Regions from separate parts of the Ovis aries genome. Here region 2 is linked to region 1. The links are chromatin contacts, called in public Hi-C maps. All regions are on one chromosome and are shown on one strand. Each heading gives the region's core, a stretch centred on a gene start, on an enhancer-like site or on the middle of the called end of the contact. The rest is flanking DNA. Distances are from core to core; before and after follow the strand shown. Region 1 has its middle 35 kb from the start of TRNAG-CCC. Region 2 holds the start of ELL2 (elongation factor for RNA polymerase II 2).

Region 1 (3,616 bases), core at 473-2,972:
GTCAAAGGCTTTGGTATAGTCAGTAAAACAGAAATAGATGTTTTTCTGGAACTCTCTTGCTTTTTCAATGATGCAATGGATGTTGGCAATTTGATCTCTGGTTCCTCTGCCTTTTCTAAAACCAGCTTGAACATCAGGAAGTTCATGGTTCACATATTGTTAAAGCCTGGCTTGGAGAATTTTGAGCATTACTTTATTAGCATGTGAGATGAGGACAATTGTGCGGTAGTGTGGGTATTCTTTGGCACTGCCTTTTTTAGGGATTGGAAAGAAAACTGACCTTTTCCAGTCCTGTGGCCACTGCTGAGTGTTCCAAATTTGCTGGTATATTGAGTGCAGCACTTTCACAGCATCATCTTTCAGGATTTGAAATAGCTCAACTGAATTCCATCACCTCCACTAGCTTTGTTCATAGTGATGCTTCCTAAGGTCCACCTGACTTCACATTCCAGGATGTCTGGCTCTAGGTGAGTGATCACACCATCAGGATTATCTGGATCATGAAAATCTTTTTTAATATAGTTTTCTGTATATTCTTACCACCTCTTCCTAATATCTTATGCTTCTGTTAGGTCTGTACCATTTCTGTCCTTTATTGAGCCCATCTTTGCATGGAATGCTCTCTTGGTATCTCTAATTTTCTTTAAGAGATCTCTAGTCTTTCCCATTCTATTGTTCTATTATTCTAAAGTAAGCTCGTAAGATACTGTAATTTTTATTATTCAATCACGAGGAAAATCCCGAAGCATCAGTATTTTGGGTCACTGGTGTCCCTCACACAGTCTGTGAACACTGTTGCCAAAGCAGCAGCACCCTTCATCTGACATCTTTGCCTTGTTTTTCAGGCTTCCTGCTTTCACAAACCCGCCTGGATTTAGGTCCATAACCTCTTAGGCAAGAAAAGTTTCCTATGAGCGTGACATATATGAGCACAACCCTCAAGAGCCAGGGAGGTTCTGGCAAAACCACTCACAGTCTGTAAGTTTCCTGGGAGTTTCCCAGTACCCGCCACCTGGAAGCTGCTGAGCTGTGCCTGCAGACTGCTCCCTCCCGCAGCCAGCGGTGGTTGACTTCATCTAGATGTCAGCCCTTGATCTGCTCCATGCTGACAGCCTGACCTGACCGGCTAGGGGATTATGACAAGCCTTTGTTTCCATGTGGGCGAAATCTTTGGAAAAGGGGAAAGCTCCTCAGTGAGCCGTCATCCTCAGACGTGGCTAGGTTATGAGTAATTCTACTAGCAGAGCCAGGGAGCTGGCAGTCCTTAGGTTGAGACTGTGTTACTAGTTGTACAGAGCAGTGGGAGAGGAAGGGGGATACTTGATGCAAAAGCCTCTGTCAGCTGGGGAGCTGCTTACCAACCCAGAAAGGCATATGATGATGTCCACTCTGGGAGGTCAGTGCAGACAGTCCTGAATATGCAGCCTCGCTGTGTTCCTGCACACACGTGGGCACACACACACACCAGCCACATGCTATGGTGAGGAAAGGAGGGTGCGTGGCCTCGAGGATTGGTTTGGATAAAGGGTGCACATCCCTGCTAGTGTTTTTGTTCTCTTTCCAGAATGGACCGTAGCCTGCCAGCCGCCTCCGTCCCTGGGACTCTCCAGGCAAGAACACTGGAGCGGGCTGCTGGGCCGCCTCGGCGGTCCCCGGCAGGAGGCTCTGGGTCCGCGGTCAACTCGAGCCCGCCGCGCCGTCGCCGGCGTCCAGCAGGGGGCGCTGCGCCCCAGCCCGCCTGCCCTCTCTCCCCGGCCGAGGCCGCCGCGACGCCGGCCAGTCGGGGAGCGGGTCCGCGCGCGCACGTCCTCGGGCGTCCGCCGTGGCCAACGCGCACGGTGACACGCCGGCTGGACGAGGCCCTTTGTCAGAAGCCGCGGGGACCTGGCGTTTCCGCACGACGGGAAAAACAAAGGGCTTCTGCCTGCCTGGCCGAGGTTGACATTGGCTCACCCACTGATCCCCGGGCTTTTGCAGGCAGAATGAGTTCGTGCGAGATCGCAGGACCTTGCCATGAGTCACACTCACTTTCTGTAAATCCAAGTCAACAGCACACTTCCCCTCACTTTGGGCCGTTGCTTGAAGTTTTAGGTCACCGGGTGCTGTTTGCGTTAACAAGAGACTCGAATATTTCACAAGTCCTTTTTTTTTTTAAAGGCAAAACCAACTTGGGGGGCAGATTTGCAGTTGAAGAGTTTTGGTTGCTCTTAGCTCCCCAAATAGGTTGGCCTTATATATTATTTACATGTTTCAGAAGTCTGCCATGTAAAAATTCAAGGGAAACTTGCAAAATATTTTCTGGCAGGGGGCCCAGGAGGGGTTATTCAGGGAGATAACCATGACTGGACCAGGCGTGGGAGCAGGTAGGTGAGGAAACTAGCTCAGAGCTGCTGCTTCTTCTTTTTTTTTTTTTTTTTTTGTAACACCTAGAAAAAAAAAATTGTAGACACCTGGAGTTGATCTGTACTGAGGATTATGGGCAAATTTTGATATTCTGGGAAACAGACAAGATGGGATTAAAAGTAAAGAGACAAACAAGAGACCTGGGAGGATTTGGAAGGGTTTGAGCCAGTGAACAAGGAGCCTGAATAATACCATCAGGTGGAGCACCTGAAGAGAATTAACTTGGAAGGTGGTGGAGGCTCGGGGAAAGCTTTTCATTGGCCACTGGCCTGGAATCCACTGTACATCGGGTAGCGTCCCTGGGCCTTGCAAAGATGTTTCCCTCGCCAGCCTTTCCAGCAGGCTGCTCTGGATCCTTCTTCACCACATTTAGGGGGAAATACATCCCCAAGAGAATATGAGGTGGCACTAGTGGTTAAGAATCCGCTTGCCAGTGCAGGAGACGAAGGTTCGACCTTTGGGTCCGGAAGATCCCCTGGAGGAGAAAATGGCAACCCACTCTGGTATTCTTGCCTGGAGAATTCCACGGACAGTCCATAGGGCTGCAGAGAGCTGGACGTGACTAAGCACATACACATCCCCCCAAAGTTCCCTGCACCCTCATTCCTAACTTTTAGCTAATTGCCACCTGCCAGGACTTTTTTCTGTTGATATCCAATCCCCTTTCTCATCTCATGAAATCTCAAATCTGATTGTCTCCTGAAAGTTCTCCTACAGAAAGCTCTATGCCTGGTGAAATTTTTGTGCTTTTTTTTTTTTTTTGTATGTACTATTATTTTTAAAAATCCTTTTATGGTTTTATTGAGAAAAAGGATCTCTGGGGACCAGAGAAGGTAGGAAACAGTTTGTGGTCTCTTTTAAGTTCCCTTTTCCTTCCAGGCCTCGTGGGGGTGGGGCCTCCAGCTGCCCTGCTGACCTCTTGCTTTGGTGGGATTAGGGTCGGGGGCTGATGGGAGGGACGTAAGGACAAACACGGAGCACCTTTAGACACAAGGATCTGGACGTGTCAGGTAAGTGAGCAAACAAATAACCCTAGATAGTTAGAAAACCAAGTCCAGCAGAGTTTGCTGCTGCTGCTGCTGCTAAGTTGCTTCAGTTGTGTCCGACTCTGTGTGACCCCATAGACAGCAGCCCACCAGGCTCCCTGTCCCTGGGATTCTCTAGGCAAGAACACTGGAGTGGGTTGCCATTTCCTTCTTCAGTGCATGAAAGT
Region 2 (3,616 bases), core at 335-2,834, 100 kb after region 1:
GTGTTTCCGTGGCATGGGCTCGGCTCTTTGTCGGGATGCCCTGCGGGTTCTCTGCTCCACGGATGTCTCTCTTCTCCGAGCGACTGTTAAGCGATTTCTCAGATGATCTCTGCCTTCCCTTTCGCGATGCGTCCACTCTGCCTCCCTCACCCACACACGGTACTGCATGGCCATAAACGGCGTCCCCAGCACTCCGCTTGCTGCGTCCCTTCGCAGTGCCTTCCAAGCTCTCTCTCACTTTTTTTCCCCCTAAAACCTGCAAACGCGTTCCTTGGTGTGTCCTCTACAATCGCTGAGTCTGTGAGCCTTCGCTATGCTCGAGTTGTGTGTGTCTGTGTCCACGCTCTCTCCGGAAGGCGGAGCGGGGTGCGACACCCGAGTCTGCCCAGAATGCAGTGTAACCACCTCCCCCCAAGCCCTGCACCCCGACACCCCGATGCTGGTCTCTCTCTAGGTCAGTGAGTCAGCCCCAGCCGCGAGCGACGCGTCTTTGGGGGATGAGGAGCCACCGAGAATCCTTCTCTCTAGGGGACCGAGGTCCTTGCTCCCGGGTGAGCGCTGGGTGTGTGTGTGTGTGACTCCCCGGTTCTCTGGGAACGCCCGTGTGCCCTCCTCCGCCCGCGTACGCGGAGCGCCCGTATCAGCCTCTGAGAGTACACGGTGGGCACCCACCCCACCCGCCCCTCCACGCCCCGTACGCGGCCGCCCATGTGTCCCCAAGTCCCTGCGGGTAAAGTGTGTGTCCCACCTTCACACGCGGAGCGCCTGGGTCCCGGGCTCTCCGCGGCTCTACGGTTGGGACGCCCCCCACCCCCCGAAGCGGACGGCTAGTGCCAGCCGGTCCTCTCGGTTCGGCGTCTGGACGCTGCCCTCCTCCCATCCACCCCCAAACGTCGTGGGGGCAGAGGAGCCATTTCACTCATCTCTTCCCTGGTTGCCTCTCTCCCTCAGCGGGACCGAAAAGGCTAGAAAAGCCCCGCGGGCGCCGTCGGAAAGTCCCCGCAGCGCAGGGGCTGCGGCGGCCTCGGCCCCGCCGCCAGGGGCCGCCCGCCCGCCCGCTCGCCCGCTCGCCTCCCCCGGCCACACGCCCCGGCGCCTGGCCGGCCCCGGACGGCGGCGGCCGTCAGCCACCCTCGCCCGGCCCTGCCCTGCCCCGCCGCGGCGCGCGCGGACGGCAGCCGAAGCGAGTCACCGCTCCGCCAGCCCCGAGCCAGGTGCAGCCGGGTCGGTCAGGGGGCGGCGCGGCTGGGCGGCCGGGGACGCCCTTTCCCCCCTGCTCTCAGCCGCCCGGCCTCACCTTGTGGCTCTGGTAGGTCTCGAGCGCGCGGATCGCCGTCTCGGTGAGCTTCACATGCAGTACGGTGATGTGGTCCTGTCCCAGCCTCCCGCACGACAGCCCGTACCGCTGCTCTTCCCGCAGACCCGCCGCCGCCGCCGCCCCCCCCGCCGCCATCTTAAACTCCCCGGGGTGCCGCCGCCGACGCCGCTCGGGCTCCAGCCTCCACTGCGGCCGCGGCTGCTCGGGCGTCTGCAGCCGCCGCCACAGCTACGGCCATCCCGCTGCTGACGTACTGTCATATACTGCGCGCAGGCCAGACCTCCGGCGGCCACCGCCGCCGCCCGCCCCGCCCTCCGGCCTCCTGCCCCGCCCCTGGCTCGTCTCATTGGACCCCGGGGCTCCTCAGGACCGCCCTTATTGGCCACCTCCCACTCTCACGGGGCGGAGCCCAAAGTAGCCGGAGTTTTGCTCCCGGGACGGGACGTCCGAGAGGTGAGAGGCTGACGTCGAGGTGACGCACCAACTTAATCACACCTGACGTCACGCCTGATCGGCTTGCTTCACGGGCGGCTGTTGGCCAGGCTGGTTTGGGGGTGTGTGTTGGGGAAATCTCCTGCTAATTTAGGGTGTCCAGGTTGCCTGGTCTGACTCCCTGGAGGCCGAGCTCCGCCCCTTGTGGGGGTACTCAGAGGTGGGAGTGTAGTGGAGGAGACTCTTCCTGCGCTGGTGGTCCTTGGGGAGGGAGATTCCCTACCCCAAATTGATGGCCAAGTAAAGACTTCGTTCCCCGACGGCTGCTTTAGCCTGTGGAGTAGGATGTGTGCGTGTGAGGGAAGATCGCAGTCACTTGTGGAGAGTTGCTCCTCAGAACTCACCGCTTTGATGAGCGGCTGGAACTGGGGAGGAGGACGCTCTTCCTCGTCATCCTTTCGCCCGAAATTTGAAATTAGCGAGTTGGCCCCTGGCTTTGAAGAATTCTGCTAGATTGTGTGAAGCCTCTTAACGAACGTGAAGCTAGTTTAGGAACCGGTACCTGAGGCTTTGGTGCGGTGGGCACAGCAGAAAACGGAAATTGAAGGGTTTTCCCACGCCGTGCCCGGTTGCCATCCCGGAGAAATGTATTCCGTTCCTTTGAAATTCTCCAAAGTAGGAGCAGGGTTATGTATAAATTATGCATGCACGCATGGGACTTGGGGCGGAACTTAGGGTTTTCCTTTCGAAGGGCAGTAGGAGAGTTTAAGTGGCCTTCACTTATATTAAGAGACACAGCGACATCATGCCCTGGTTTCGTCTGGGTTCTGTCCGTTTCATCTGACAGGGAGGTGTTTGAGCTGTTGCTGTTAAGTGGAGGAGACCGGCGCGTGAGGGGGTGAGGAGGCTGGGCGCACATTCCGTTCCTTGCGACGCTCCGTGTGTGGGCGTGGCTAAAGGAAGACGCCTAAGCCCGAGCGCTTTTCAGCGCGGCGTGTGGATCCACTGGACAGGCTTCCGGTCAGACGATGAGTTAACCGGAGATCAGCGACACCAGATATTAAAAAAGCAAACTATTCAAAGGCATGAAACTACTGCAAGGTCTTTTTTTTTTCAATTACTTAAAAAAATTTGAGACGCTTTTTTGTTTCCCTCAGATTGTAAAACTCCGTTGCGTTGACTGGGATGTCCCCAGGAAAAATGTATAGGTATTTAATCAGTGTTTCCCATACTTTTAAATTGGATAGTGCCATTATTTTTTTCCAGGCAGTTCCAAGTGGGAGTTTTCCATGATTCACCTCCCGCTTTTAATCAATCCCCTACCGTTCATGTACACTACCTCGCGTTTCAGACCCTTGAGCCTTACAGATGACAGAACAGATTACAGATTCGTTCTGTAAACAAATTACTGAACGAATCCTCCTTGCATAGAATATGGGTTAAGTGGAAACGCCTGTATTAAGTGTTGTTACGCCACAGGAAAGCATTTTTGAAATGGACTTAATTTCAATCCACTAGATTCTGCTTGCTGTTAAGACATGATTAACACTTGTTAATCTAGTTTACTAGAGTGTTTAATTATCTTAAATTCATTAAATAAGCCAGGCAATCACAAAATAATTTAAAAAGTAATTTTATTCTTGAATTATTCTTTTCTCCTGTTGGCTTTACTTTAATAGGGAAGGACTGACCACATATCCAAAGCTTTAATTATTTGGGGGTGGGGGGTGGGGGAGACTGACCAGAACAAGTAAAACCTGTATACTATTCCTTTTTTGGTGAAGGTGGGTAAATCCCCGCCCACATGGCATCTTAACTTGGCCTCCTCTTACTCAGAACTTCTGATGACATCCACAGGGTGGGGAA

Evidence for each region. Hi-C and Micro-C count contacts between places; a contact is called where the count stands out from the background.
Region 2: a Hi-C map of liver shows a contact between it and region 1, with 5 times the contacts expected there. The contact joins the promoter of ELL2 here to the enhancer-like site in region 1. A contact is called at or near these places in 7 of 16 Hi-C or Micro-C datasets (blood, hypothalamus, liver and 1 more).

What each region holds. Positions count from the first base shown.
Region 1 is chr5:92,815,114-92,818,729 of ARS-UI_Ramb_v3.0, forward strand. No RefSeq gene overlaps it. Among named protein-coding and RNA genes, the nearest start is that of TRNAG-CCC, 35 kb to the left of the region's middle. Within about 2 kb of position 1,723, at least 27 of the 54 cell types and tissues checked have an H3K27ac peak or open chromatin away from gene starts, as enhancers often do. A contact at or near this core is called in liver and tail adipose tissue, where this site is marked.
Region 2 is chr5:92,916,544-92,920,159 of ARS-UI_Ramb_v3.0, forward strand. ELL2 (elongation factor for RNA polymerase II 2) reads right to left here and starts at 1,585. Exons shown (of 12, transcript XM_027970525.2): 1 at 1,298-1,585. The coding sequence starts at 1,453. It overlaps LOC114115026 (a long non-coding RNA gene), which reads left to right and starts at 1,730. Exons shown (of 6, transcript XR_003589533.3): 1 at 1,730-1,771.